2 separate regions of the Mus musculus genome follow, and region 1 is linked to region 2. Evidence: chromatin contacts called from public promoter capture Hi-C data. All regions are on one chromosome and are shown on one strand. Each heading gives the region's core, a stretch centred on a gene start, on an enhancer-like site or on the middle of the called end of the contact. The rest is flanking DNA. Distances are from core to core; before and after follow the strand shown. Region 1 overlaps Pald1 (phosphatase domain containing, paladin 1). Region 2 holds the start of Pcbd1 (pterin 4 alpha carbinolamine dehydratase/dimerization cofactor of hepatocyte nuclear factor 1 alpha (TCF1) 1).

What was found. Promoter capture Hi-C pulls out the DNA fragments that hold promoters and counts their contacts.
Region 1: a contact with region 2 is called in a promoter capture Hi-C map of stem cell-derived epiblast-like cells, with 2.0 times the contacts expected there. The contact joins the enhancer-like site here to the promoter of Pcbd1 in region 2. A contact is called at or near these places in 4 of 39 promoter capture datasets (the 3T3-L1 cell line, embryonic stem cells, liver and 1 more) and 3 of 9 other capture datasets (adipose tissue, liver and pancreatic islet).

The regions. Positions count from the first base shown.
Region 1 is chr10:61,333,074-61,340,600 of GRCm38.p6, forward strand. Pald1 (phosphatase domain containing, paladin 1) reads right to left here. Exons shown (of 20, transcript NM_013753.2): 18 at 6,126-6,266. Among named protein-coding and RNA genes, the nearest start is that of Prf1, 39 kb to the left of the region's middle. Within about 2 kb of position 3,623, at least 33 of the 459 cell types and tissues checked have an H3K27ac peak or open chromatin away from gene starts, as enhancers often do. A contact at or near this core is called in embryonic stem cells and stem cell-derived epiblast-like cells, where this site is marked.
Region 2 is chr10:61,085,283-61,092,311 of GRCm38.p6, forward strand. Pcbd1 (pterin 4 alpha carbinolamine dehydratase/dimerization cofactor of hepatocyte nuclear factor 1 alpha (TCF1) 1) reads left to right here and starts at 4,049. Exons shown (of 4, transcript NM_025273.4): 1 at 4,049-4,134; 2 at 6,782-6,913. The coding sequence starts at 4,132.

The DNA of each region.
Region 1 (7,527 bases), core at 2,373-4,872, 250 kb after region 2:
ATCAGTGTTCGTATGATTTGTGTGGCAATTCCTGAACCCCAACACTGAGCCCAGCCCTCTAAGTGTAACGGCTGAAGACTTCCAAATACTGTCCTCTGGGAAGAGCATGGTTCAGCCCAGCAAGTAGAGACATGAACAGAAGCAGAAAAGTCCTCTCCTTCAACATCTACGCCCTGATGATCTGTTCTGGCTCCTCACCTCTTTCTTGGAACTTGTTCTGTGTATTCACTGAACAGACCCTATCCCGCTGTCCACTCTGATCCCTGGTGTTTCCACAGGGTAACAACAGTTTAACTTTTCAGTTTGGAAATGCTTTACAGAAACCCTGTACTCTCACACATGTGTAGACCTGGCCTTTGCTCTGGGCTTCTGAGCTGAGCATCTGGAACAGCTGAGGGGCCAGCTCAGCCCACCATGATCTCAGGCAGAACACAAGCCCAGGCCTTTCCACAAGGAGACATGCAGAAGATCTTGGAGGAAGGACTGCCCTTCTTGCTAATGGAGGGAACATCCAAGTCTCCAAAAGCTGCTGTCCTCAAACCTCAGGGCCATGAGAAATCAGGAATGCAGATCTTCCTGGAGCTAACCTTCAAGTAGAGCTGACAGACGGTCGACTCACTGGTCACTAACTGTCCCTTCTGTTATAAAATGCCAACAGTTGCGATGAGAATTGGCGCTTAGTATTTCTACTTCTTCCCTTCTTTAAAGATTTAGTTTCACTTGTGTGTGTGTGCGTGCGTGCATGTGTGTGCATGTGCGTGTGTGTGTGTGTGTGTGTGTGTGTGTGTGTGTGTGTGTCTGCGTGTGTCCATGCCATTTTGTGGGTACCACAGAGGACAGAAGGGGGATGAGATTCCTGGCTCTCCTTACAGCTTCTAAGATCACAGTGGTCTCAGTGGATGGTTGCGGTGTGAGAGAAGAGTCAAAAACAGACTGGGTTTGACCTCCCCTCCCCCTCCCTTCCGGCCTCCCTCCCCGCCCCCCCAAACACACACACACACACACACACACACACACACACTCACACACTCACACACTCACACACACACACACTCACACACACACACACACACAACGGCATACTGTCAGGGTAAATGAGAGCATCTGCCAGGCCCTGTGCACGGGGCTTTGTTGGTAGAGAACCTGCACAGCTTGCACCAAACCCCAGGTCCCATCCCAGCCCCGCGTAAAGCAGGTGAAACAAGGCAGACCTATCGCCCCAGTCCTCAGGAAGCAGAGGCAGGAGGATCAGAACTTCAAGGAATTCCAAGCCAGCCCAGGATACAGAAAACCCTGTGCCAAACATGAAAGCGAGAGCCAGGTACCATGGTGCTCGCCTTTAATCCTAGCACTCAGGAGGCAGAGGCGGTGGATCTCTATGAGTTCAAGGCCAGGCTGGTCTACAGAGGGAGTTCCAGGACAGCCCGAGGGAGCTTTATGAGTCCCTGTCTCAAAGAGAGAGAGAGAGAGAGAGAGAGAGAGAGAGAAAATCTACAACACAAAAATAAGAACATCAGTCCATTATCAGGAGACATGTTAGACACACTGCTGTCTCTATAGAAACCAAAAAAAAAGTTTCAACAGGAAACCCGGAGCTGCATGTGGCCGGGGATCGATGACCAAGAGTGTGAGGTTTCTTCCTGTGGTCCTGACCATGCTCTAACTTCCCCCCATTGCCAAGGCAACCTGGGACACGTGTACTCTAAACACGTGCGTGGGGCAGTATGTGAATTGCATCTCTATAAGCTTGGCTGCAACCAAGCAAAGCCCTGGGGTGGTCCAGGCCTCAAGTCATTCCAATCCCAAGCTATGAGTACTGGCATCTTAGCACTGTGGAGCCTCCAGACACTCTGGGTCGGTCCCAGACATCTGTATTTTTGACAAGCCCCCAGGGGACTCTGAAGTACTGAGGAGGGAGACCATAGGTCACTATCGGTGGCATTCGACCTTGGCTGCGCCCAGGACTGCCCCTGGCTAATTTTCAAAGCTGGATTTACACACTGGGCACAAAATAAACTGAGGTTGTTTCTAGGAAGGGCTCAAGCCCCAGATGCTAAAAGCTCCCCTATTTACCTCTTACACAAACAGATGAAAATCCTCTGAGTCTCAGGACCTCCTACTCTAAGGTACCCTTTAAGAACTTACCCTAGGGGGTTAGAGAGATGGCTCAGTGCTTAAAGGAGCACTGGCAGCTCCTTTCCAGGACACAGGTTCAATTCCGAACACGGCAGCTCATTACTATCTGTAACTTCTGTTCCAAGTAATGATACCCTCACACAGACAGACATGCAGGAAAACACCATTGTACATAAACTAACATATATATTATATATTACTTATATAATATATATTATTTAAATAATTTGTTTATCTAAATATATATCTTTAAAAGAACTTGTCCTAGGGGTTGGGGAGATGGCTCAGGTACTTGCACACGAGTGTGAGGTCCCAAGTTTGAATGCCCAGAACTCGCGGTAAGCCAGATAGAGTAGCTCTTGCCTGTAATTCCAGCATTCCTACAGTAAGCTGGGGAGGGGGAGACAGAAGAATGTCTTGAAGCTCAGAGCGATCTAACCAACAAAAGACCCCGTCTCAAAACAAGGTGGGAGGAGCCAGAAAGGTGGCTTGGCCAGTAAGAGCGTTTGCTGTACAGGCAAGTGGTCCAAATTCAAGGTGGGAGGAGAGAACCTTGGACCCCCACATGCTCGCTGTGACAAGCCTCCCCTCCCGTCATACACACACCAACATAAATAAAATTACTTTAAAAAAGAAACACACAAGCCGGGTGTGGTGGCACACACCTTTAGTCCCAGCACTTGGGAGGCAGACACAGGTGGATCTCTGAGTTTGAGGCCAGCCAGGACTGCACAGAGAAACCCTGTCTCGAAAAACCAAATAAATAAATAAGCACACACACACACACACACACAACCTAACTTACTGAACACCAGTGGGGCCCTAGGTTCAATGGGAAAGTGATGGGGAGGAATTTTACACACACACACACACACACACATTACACACACACACATTACACACACACACATTACACACACACACATTACACACACACACACACACACACACACACACACACACACACACACACACACACACACACACACAAAACCTAACTTACTGAACACCAGTGAGGCCCGAGGTTCAATGGGAAAGTGATGGGAGGAATTTTACCCTAACTTAGCTCACTTGCGCCACCTGGTGGCCACACTGGTAAGTAACTGCATTAACTTACACTTTAACTTCTGATCCTCTGCATAGAGCCCTGGTGGGACTCTGGGATTCCATCTCATGGAGTGAGCACCAACTTGGCCTCGGAGATGTGAGGGGAGTCCTGTGAAATGTGAGGGGAGTCCTGGCGGGGAGATGGGAAAGGGCGTCTCTTTCTTGCTTAACTTCCTCCATTAGACACTCTACTGCGAAGGAGCTACCCTCTCTAACATACAGCACTGTCCCCGCGACGCCCCCTTCCCCATCCCTACCACCTCACCCCCCCCAAGAGTAAAGCCAGCTACCTGTTTAGTCTCACTTTTGGTGACAACACTGTGCTACCAGAGGACCTTCAGTGCCTCGAAACCCACCATGAACCTTTAGGTCTCCTGGCCTTTGCCCGGGCAGCCCCTGATGCCTGCAGCGACTCCTTCTTGGGCTGTCTGAGGCCAGTCTATAGCTTCTCCCTGCAGTGCTAGCCCCTATGTTTCCTGTTGTCTCTCTCTCTCTCTCTCTCTCTCTCTCTCTCTGTGTGTGTGTGTGTGTGTGTGTGTGTGTGCTCACAGCACACATCAAGGAACAGGAACTGAGGGCCTGTGAGCTTTGGAGTTGGGGTGGAGAGAACGAGGCTCTAACAGGGCCTGGCCCACGTCCTCTGGAGCAGGTCTAAGCACTGCCTGGGCCTCCAGCAGCCAGAATGGGGAGAGGCCTCAGCTCTCACGCAGCTCTCACATTCTGAATGGGAATTCCAAATTGTGACGGTGAGTGTGCTGCCTAGTTTTATACCAACTTGACTTGGGCCAGTGTCACTTAAGAAGAGAGACCCTCAAATGAGGCCCCACTAGATAGGCTTGTGGGAAGCCTGTGGTACATTTTTTGGATGGATGTTTGATGTGGCCCAGTCTACTGTGGGTGGTGACACCCCTGAAGTGGCCCTGAAGTTGTTATAAGAAAGCAGGCCGAGCAAGCCTTGAGAAACAAGTCAGTAAGCAGCTCCCCTCCATGGCCTATACATCAGCTCCTGCCTTCAGGGTCCTGCCTTGAAGTTCTTCCCTGACTTCCCTGGATGGTAGACTACAGGCTGGAAGATGAAATAACCCTTTCCTCCCCAAGTTGCTTTTGGTCATGGCGTTTTATCAGAGTAACAGAAACCCTAGGACAGTGTGAGACTCAAAGGAACCTGGAGATGGGAATCTAATCACAGAGACACTGTGCCATCCAACGTGTGCCAAGTCCACTTCTGAAGCTCCTGGTCCGTCAGCTCCTCCCCACGCGAGGACAGACTCGAGTCTGAACTTTCCCCCGGTCTTATCCCACACGCATGGCCTGCCTCCAAACAGGACCTGCCTTCTGACCCGGTTAGGATCTGACCTCAAGACCCCAAGCCAAGGTTGTTCTGGATCATTCTGCTCATGTGTCCATGAGCAAGAATGGAGACTGAACAAGTTGCCCGTGATACAGTCTTCTCTTATCCGCCACGGGGCAGAAGCTGCCCTGAAAATCACCCAGCCGTGGCATTCACTGCCGCCTCTTGATGCCATACAGTACCGCCCCCACACACCTGCTACCAGGCTGAGAAACAGGGCTCTATGTTCCCACGACCAACCCAGTTCTCACACCTCCGAGGCCCGAAGCTGCAAACTCCACCACCTGTCCAGCTCTCGGGTCCAAAGAGAGGCAGAGAAGGAAACACTGGAGACCCGGGCAGACTCAAGGGCACATTATTTCTAAATAGCTGCAAGTCCCAGATTCATGTTAAATCTGAACCATCCTGGAGCTCTTACTTTTACAATTTAATGAATCATTAAAAAATAACTTGAGTGGTGGCATACACCTTTAATCCCAGCACTTGGGAGGCAGAGGCAGGCGGATTTCTGAGTTCGAGGCCAGCCTGGTCTACAAAGTGAGTTCCAGGACAGCCAAGGCTACACAGAGAAACCCTGTCTCGGAGGAGAAAAAAAAAAAAAACTTGAGCCGGGTGCTGGTGGCGCACGCCTTTAGTCCCAGCACCCAGAAGGCAGAGGCAAGTGGATTTCTCTGAGTTCGAGGCCAGCCTGGTCTACAAAGTGAGTTCCAGAACAACCAGGGCTACACAGAGAAACCCTGTCTCAAAACAAACAAACAAACCAAAAATAAATAGATAGATAGATAGATAGATAGATAGATAGATAGATAGATAGATAGATAGATAGATTAACTTTGGAGGGCTGGCAATATGGCTTGGTGGGTAAGGGTGACTACATCAAGGCTGACCACCCAAATCCATTCCTCCACAATCCACATGGTAGAAGGAAAGAATCAACTCCTACAAGCTGTCCCTGACCCCCACGCTCACCCAGCATGCACACAGATAAGTAAATATATGTAAAATAAAGTAAGTGCTCTGAGCAAACAAACATCTAAGTGAGGACCAGACCCAGCCCCCAAACAGGGTAGATGAACCTGTCCTGGGGCTCAGCAGCCACACCATGCAACGCTGACCTTAACCCTTGGTAACTGTCAGTCACACCACCACCTGCCTGATTCTGCTTGGCCTCTGGGACCCCAGGATCACACACTAGAATTGTATCCCATGCCACAGGGGTCTTGGGTATTCCTCTTCACTTGGCCCCTCCCACAGCAGGTTTTAATCTGTATGTTATCCCCGGGGAGTGGGAGGGGGCCAAAGCAGGTGGGAGTGGTTAAGGGCTGCTGCCCTTTCTGTTTCCAGATCCATATGCCTTTCTAAGAGGTAGGACCAAAACAAAAAGCAAACAAACCAACAAACAAAAAAACCAGAAACCCTAGGAAGGGCCCACAGGACCTGCTGCCTCCTAAAGCCCGCACCATCAACCTCACTCCCCCAATATGAACCACAGGCCATCCTGCAGAGCTAGGGACCCAGGGCCAGCGCTCACCTGTCGGTAGGTGGATATGATGATCTCCCGAAGGTGGTAGTGCATAGGTGTCATAGTCTCGCTGACAATGTCCAACGCCGCATCCACCTCCTTCTTCACGTGGTGGCCGTCGGGCAGCAGCTGTACCACCTTCATCACCACCTGGGGCCAGAGGAGGGGTGAGAGGACAGAAAGTCAAGGGGGACCTCAGCCTGAGTCCTCCTGCCCACTTGGGGGCAGTAAGGAGCTATGGTATCACCTAGGCGACACATCCACAGGTTCCTACAACAGAAGGCACACATGGTGCTGACAGGGAGAACCAGGGAGATAATAGGAGAGCCGGGGAGATGATGGGAAAGCCAGAGGTGATGGGAGAGCCAGGGAGATGATGTCAGTAAACTACAGGAAGGTTTTTTGTTTGTTTGTTTGTTTGTTTTGGTTTTTCGACACAGGGTTTCTCTGTATAGTCCTGGCTGTCCTGGAACTCATTTTGTAGACCAGCTGGCCTCGAACTCAGAAAGCCGCCTGCCTCTGCCTCCCAAGTGCTGGGATTAAAGGCGTGCGCCACCACGCCCGCCTGCACAGGAAGGTTTGAGATGCCCGAGTATATTAAATCAAAGCTTAAGCAAGGCTCCTCACAAAGATACATCTTACTCTTTATTTTGTCACTGTTGAACAAGGTTTTTACCGACCCAGCTAGCTCACTGTGTTTGAGACAAGGATCTTACAAGCTCTAGGCAGTCCTCCAACTCCCCACGCAGTAGAGAGTGACCTTGAACTCCTCATCCTCCTGCCTCTCCCACCCAAATGCTGGGTCAGAAGTATTAGTCGCCACTCCCACTCAGGGTACTCGATGCTCAGCTTGATCCCAGGGCTCTGTGATGCTCAATAGAACCCTGAGCCACATCCACAGCACCTCATTTTCTCTGCCTTGGTTTTTTTCTTATCTACTGTAGTGGGAAGGATCCAGCCCAGGGCCTCGAACAAGCCAGGCAAACACTCCACCACTCAGCTACACTCATTTATTTATTTGAAACCAAGTTTCACGGTGTAGCCCTACCTGGCCTGAAAGTTACAATATAGACCAGGCTGGCCTAGAATATGATTTCTGTTAATATTTCCATCTACTAAGTAAAGGAAAAGAAGGGTGAACATCAACCATAAAAGGAAAAAAACGGGGATCGAAAGAGGAGCTTGCCCCGAGCCACCTCGTGATTGACAGCCTTGACCTCTTTCAAGAGGTCAGGGTAGCAGAGTCCCAGGAGGGCAAGGGGCAAGCATTGTGGCACATGAGCAGAAACTGACCGTGAGGTCAGCCACTGCTCAGCTATAGGCCAAATGTGCAGAGAAGTGTCACACGTCATGACGCGTGGCAGGTACAGGAGACAGAGGACTGGATCTGAATGTTAGTGGCTGCCCAGCC
Region 2 (7,029 bases), core at 2,799-5,298:
GAAACATCTGGATGGTGTTGGAATGCAAGCTTGTATGGGGCAGTGCTGGAAACATCTGGATGGCGCTGGAATACAGGCCTGTGCGGGCAGTGCTGGCTTTGCACTTTGTGTTTATAGGGGTCTTCCCAGGGGCCTGGGAGCTGCTGAATATGCAAGTGCAGCCTTGGCCAGGTCTTTTTTTTTTTTGCAGGGCTGGTGGGGTGGTTGGTGGGAAGACATCAGATCATGTGCTTGAGGGTTAATTGTGCTGTGGTAAGGAATTGGCCATCGCTGGTAGGATGAGAATCCAGGGTGGACTTTCATCAGAGAACACAGAGCAGCAGTTAGAACCTTTGCCACTGCAGACTAAGTGTGCTTGATGCATCATGGATATGACAAACCAATTGACTTAAGTGTTATGTTTTATACAAGACAATGTGCAATATAGTATTCCTGCATACATTAAAGTATATGTAAATGAAGCAACACAAATTTTTCAAGAATAAATATGGACAGAATTTACATCAGCACATTACCACAGTGCTACAGAGGGAAGAGAGGTGTAGGAAGAAAGGCTAATGGAAAATAAGGCTTTACGTTTTAGGAGACTTAGGTATCAGACTTATTAAAAAGCTGTGGTGGTCAAAACAGCGGTGTCAGTGTCTCTATGGACAGCAGATCAGGAGCACCCAGAATCCACCCTCACACACTGGTTTTCTTTTTTTTTGTTTTCTAAGACAGGGTTTTTCTGTGTAGCCCTGGCTGTCCTGGAACTCAATCTGTAGACCAGGCTGGCCTCAAACTCAGAAATCCGCCTGCCTCTGCCTCCCAAGTGCTGGGATTAAAGGCAGACACCACCATGGTCCAAAGAATGCAGCAAAGAGAGAGGAGGAATTAGGCCTTATGAGATGGCTCGGCAGGTAAAGGCACTTGCGGCTAACACTTGATGACCTGAGTTCAATCCCTGGGACCCACACGGTGGAAAGAGAGGACTGATTCCTGCATACTGTTTTCTGACTTCCATACACAGGTGTCCACATGAGTTCGTGTGTGTGTGTGTGTGTGTGTGTGTGTGTACACATGCAAAAGACAGATTTTTTTTTTTAAGTTTCCTATTCCAGATATAGGCTTCTTGCTGAGTCACTGCTGAGGTACCGATCCCCCCCCCCCAAAAATGGTGCTGTAGATTATCTACAATTCACTGAGGCCTCTGTTTCCCAGTATTTTCCAGGCTCTGCATGCTGTCTAGAATATCCCATCAGGACTGCAGCAAAGCTTCCAGCAGCAGGTCTGGCTTCAACTGCAGCCCTGCTTGCTTGCATTGGTCTTTGCAATGGGAGTGGAGTTCTCTCATGGTGACCAGGAAGAAGTCAAAGCAGCTGGTCTGCCATGCTGACAGTCGAGCCAATTGGCAAGGAAAGCGCTGACTGATTGACAGTCATCCTCCACCCAGCTCAAGGCAGCCAGGCACAAAGGAAGGGCCTGCAGCTGTCAATCAAGAGGAGTGGCTAGTTCCTAGCAGCGCAGTTGGTTTAAAGAACAAAAATCATGGAGGCAAACTCTGCTGAAGGATGCCCACAAGAAGACCTATCAAGGAATTAACATTCTCAACAGCACTTAACAGTCCTTAACCACTAGCCTCATATTCTTAGGAAGAACTGGGCCTTAAGGGACTAGAGAAATGGCTCAGCAGTTAAGAGCACTTGGTAGAGAAGCAGGGCTTAATTCCCAGAACTCACACTGGCTTGCTCATAACTGCCTGTAACTCCAGCTCTGTGGGAACCGGCCCCTGGGGGTATCTGCACTCACGTGCACACTAGCACACACACAGACACAAATAATTAAGAATAAGAGATAACGATTTGTTTATTTGTTTTATGCTTATGAGTGCTCTCTTTTCATGCACACCAGAAGAGGCCAATAGATCAATTTATAGATGATCATGAACCATCATGTGGATGCTGGGAATTGAACTCAGGACCTCTGCAAGAGCAGCCAGCGCTCTTAATCGCTGAGCCATCTCTCCAGTGGGGTGTTTTTAAATCAAGACATTTTTTTCAAACATGTTGGTAGAAACATCAGGCAGATGAGTTCCAGAACAGTCGGCCATCTCAGCTGGAGGCCTCACCTGCCACCTGGCGGCCCTTTATAACCATCCGGTTGGTGGAGGCTAGTGGCCTGTCTATACACTAGGAAGCATTTACCCTCCAGTCACCAACATGCTAAGTCACAACAGAGGAGAGAAATAGGTGGCTTTAAGGGAGCTGCAGATGACCCAAGATGTGTAGACTCTGGACCTGCACCATGCCAAACCTCCACAACCAACGAGGCTCCCGGCGGTTCTCAATCTGGGGATCATGGCCCCTTTGGGGGAATCACATCAGATATCCTGCATATCAGATATTTAAATTATAATTTATAACAGTATCAAGATTACAGTTATGAAATAATGGATCTTTAGGGAGCTGGAGAGACGGCTCAGTGATTAAGAACACTGACTGCTCTTCCAAAGGTCCTGAGTTCATTTCCCAGCACCCACATGGTGGCTCACAATCATCTATAATGGGATCTGATGCCCTCTTCTGGCATGCAGGTGTACATGCAGATAGAGCACTCATTATACATAAATAAATCTTTAAAAAAAAAAAAGAAAGAAAAGAATCAACTAATGGTACATAGAACATGAATGGACTTCAAAGGTAAGTATAAACTAAATGGTTTCAATGCATGGGGCCATGGGGATGTCTAGAAAATGCAACCTGCTTGCCAGCAATTGAAGAGCATTGGCTTAGGGGGAGCCCTGGAAGAGAGAGGCTATCTGGTGGCACAGGGAGAGGTGTTCCTAATCCTGCTGATGGATTCCTAAGAGAAGCACATGTCCCTCCATGTCACTGAAGTTATTAGGGTCAGAGCCTGGACCCTGGCAGTCCTAACAAGCAGGGCTCACCCACTACTCTCTATATGCCAACGAAAGAGACAAGTCACAGCAGAGGTGCTGTGGAGAGGGCTCAGAGCGCTTACTGCTCTCGCAGAGAATCTGAATTTGGCTCCAGTACCCATATGAGGCAGCTCACAACAACACCTAAGTGCAATTCCAGGGGATGCAATGTTCCCTTTTGGCCTCCATGGCATCTACATGCATACAGCACACAGTACACATAAATCCATGCACCCACACAAATGCGCACGCGCACACACACACACACACACACACACACACACACACACAAATAAATCTTAAAAATTAAAACAGTGATTAAAACAGCAAGCAAGGTGATTTACTCAATACAGCTTTACTGGGAAGAGAAATGAAGGGGTCCATGAGCCTCCAAGTCTGTCCACTGGGACCTAATCTACGGCTCAAGGTTAAACAGCGGGCAAGAGGAATACCTTACTAAACAAGGTGGCCTGGCAAATTGCCAGAATGGTGTGAAATCTTTCCAGTAGACAAGTTTCTTCTCTGGCTGGCACCAGACCTTAGTTTTTCCTTTTCATACCATGCCTTTCCTGGAAGAAATTCTGATTTCTTGGGTTCCATTGTTTCAATAGCCTGATAGCCCAAAGGAGGGATACGTTGAGTCCCTTTAGAATATCTTCTATTGGGCTGGAGAGATGGCTCAGTGGTTAAGAGCACTGGCTGCTCTTCCAGTGGTCTTGAGTTCAATTCCCAGTAACTACATGGTGGTTCACAACCATCTGTAATAGGATCTGATGCCCTCTTTTGGTGTGTCTGAAGACAGCTACAGTGTACTTATATATAATAAATAAATCTTTTTTAAAAAAGTCTTCTGTTCTGTTAAGATGGTTAAAACTGTGCACTTTATATATGTGCAGTCCAGTGTATGTGACATTTATCTGGGTGGCTTTTGTTGTCGTTGTTACTGTAACAATAGGTCAGGCAGTCTGGTGCCCAGAGTCCTCTGGCAGAGAGGGAGCAGAGGTACTGAGATGTCAAAGCTTTTGCCCTGGAGCCCATCACGCAGCCATGCTCACAGAGCACAGGGCATGGAAAGCATTGCAAGGGCGTGGAGCAAGGAGGACCCATGTTAATTATTACCCGCGGCCACCGGATCTCTGCCCCGCCCCCGCGGTGGCCTGCTGCTTGCCCGCTGCTCTCTCCCTCGCTGCCGCCACCTGCTTCCCGCACTGGACATGGTAAGCGCAGGAAGTCTGGTGGACCCTGAGAGGAGACCAGGAAGTGGGGGGCGGGGGGTGGTGTGGAGAGACGACTAGGGCTCCGATGCTGGGGGCGCGGGCCACGCTGAGCCTCCTGCAGCGCCATCCAGCCGGGCTAGAGTCGCCTGGCCTCCCTTGGGGGCGGTGGCGGTGGGCCTGGAAACCTAGCCTGTCCCAACTCCCAGGCCTAGTCTGCTGGCGGGGTGTGGCAGCAAGGCAAGTCTCCGTGGCGCTGCCTGGCCCTACAGGCTTGCCAGATTGGGGTGGGGGTGGGGGTGGTGTTCAGTTCTCTCTGCACCCAGTGCTGTCCCTGGCCTTAAGCCCCGCCCTAACACCTAGATAGGGTGCTGTGTCCCACCTTGGCGTGGTGGTGGGTCAGGATCTTAGGTAGGTCCCTAGGAAAGGAGCCCCTAGACCTCCCTGCAACCCTTACCAAATAGCGTGGTTCGGGTTCTCTGTACTCGATCAGGGATAGGAGGGTGTTTTGGCAGCTGAGGCCTGGGAAGAGTCATTGGGCCCAAAGACACCACAGGCTTGGATAATCAGTAATCGCTCAGCCCACACTAACAAGCTGACAGAGCTTCCCTAAGCAAATAAGGCCCTTACCCCTCTGACCTGAGTTCAGAGCATTGTCAGCCTGAAAGTTGGTTCTGGAAAATTCTAAAGAGTGGAGCCCTGTTGATACCTGGCTGCCTGGTTACAAGTGTCCCGCTTATCACCCACTGAAGGGTCAATGCTGGAAGTCCCCCACCCCCTTCATTAACCACAGAGCAGATCTCTGCACTGAGCTGGAGCCCCTTGTTTCTGAGAGCACACACACACTGGTGTTGGTTCTGTAGGCCCCACTGCTGGCCTGAGAACTGTCACAGATGTTCTTGTTCTAGGAAGTGTTGGTTTTTTGTTTTTTTTTTTTTTTTTAATGAAGCTGACTTTCACTTGATAACCTTGCTACTGAAGTATTTCCACTGGCATCTCTTGGTCTAAGGAGTGGGTCTCATCCCTTCACTCATGAAGCCAAAGGGCCATTTCGATACCCACCCCAGGGTATGGAAACGATGGGTGGCTTGCAGGACACAGTTCACCTTCCTCCTGCTCCCCAAGCCAAATTTGAGTCCTTGTCAGTTGAACACTGTATCCCTGGGTGATTCTCTTTCACAATCCTAGCTTGTTAGACTCAGGGCCCCACGTTCCTCTAGAGGACAGAACAGACACTAACTTCTGTTTTCCAGGGGTCCACTCAGGACCTGACCTGGTATGTGCTGGGGGATCACACCGTGGGCACTTTGTATAACAGGGTAATGAGCATGCCAGGTGCCCTTGACAGACTACTTCCATTTTGAGTCTGGGCCCTGTGGTCCTAGGTTCCTAAGACAGCCACCCTGAGAGCCTCACCCTGACAGCTGTGGACTATACAGGGGCGAGGAGGAGGTGGCAGAGACTCATCTGGGAATGGGTTTGAATGGGTTTCTGCATCCCACCCCAGGGCTATAGCTCTAAGAGACCACACCTTGAGTCAGTTCATTCCTGACTGAGGATGACTGGCCGGAAGAGCAGAGCACTCACATCCCCTTTGTCTAGGCCTGTTTCTCCTCTAGAACACCTGAACATTGCAGAATGGGTGTGGGGATGGAGCATAGAGAGGGAATGCAGAAAAATGGGGATGCCAGGAAGAACATGTAATGTGTTCGAATTGGGCTGAATTTTGCTCTAACCACCTTGGGGACTCCATGGTGTGCTGTCTTGGAAAGATGAAGGCAGGCAAGCATCTGTGAGGCTCTGGGAGCAAGAGATGGGGGAACACTTCACCACAACACATTCTCTTTGGCATTCTCTATGAAAGCAGGTAAAAACCCCAAGATCTGGGCTGCAGATTCGGCCTAGTTTGTGAAGTGCTTTCAATGGGAGTTCTCCTTCCCAGAAACCACATTTAAAACACTGGCGTGATAGTGTGTGCTTGTAATGCTAGCACTGGGGAGGCATAGACAGATGGATCTCTGAGGCTCTGTGGCCAGCCAGCATAACCTACTTGGTGAGAGACCATGTCCAAAAAAAATCAAATGGGGTTGGAAATTTGTTCAGAGGTTGAGAACACTGGCTCCTATTCTAAAGGACCTGGACCTGACTCTCAACACTATCGTGGCAGTTCATGACTGCCTGTGGCTCCAGTTCTAAGGTATCCAACACTCTCTTCTGGCCTCTGCAGGGACCAGAGACATGGGTGGTGCACAGACTTCTGTGACGACGGCAAAACACTCATATACATAAAATTAAAAAATTAAATTAAAATAATGATAAATGATATCCAAACAATAACATCTGAGGTTGTCCTTTGGCTTCCACATGCACACATGCCCATACTTGAACCTACCCACACAAACACATATACCAAAACGAACAAAACACAAAAACACAAAACTAAAAAAATACAGGACCCAGAGTCTATCAGTAAACGGCCCAGACCCCACCTCCTGGCAGGGCTCTTCTCTGGAAACATAAAGGCCTGCTGCTTGCTATAAGGGGCACCTGAATCCACAGCAGCCAGCACTGAAGTCCTCCCAAAGGTCTGAGGCACACTCTTGACCTATAAATGGAATGCCCTGGGGCCTCTCTATCCTCCCTCTCCTAGGCCGGCAAGGCACACAGGCTGAGCGCCGAGGAGCGAGACCAGCTGCTGCCAAACCTGAGGGCTGTGGGGTGGAATGAAGTAGAAGGCCGAGATGCTATCTTCAAGCAGTTCCATTTTAAAGACTTCAACAGGGTATGTGGAGCAGGCCTGAGTGGGCTACACTCTGTGTGTTCATGTCATGTCCTGTTAGCCAAGGGGAAAGACATACTCAAGTGACCTGCAGAGAGGAGAAGGGACTTGAACCCTCC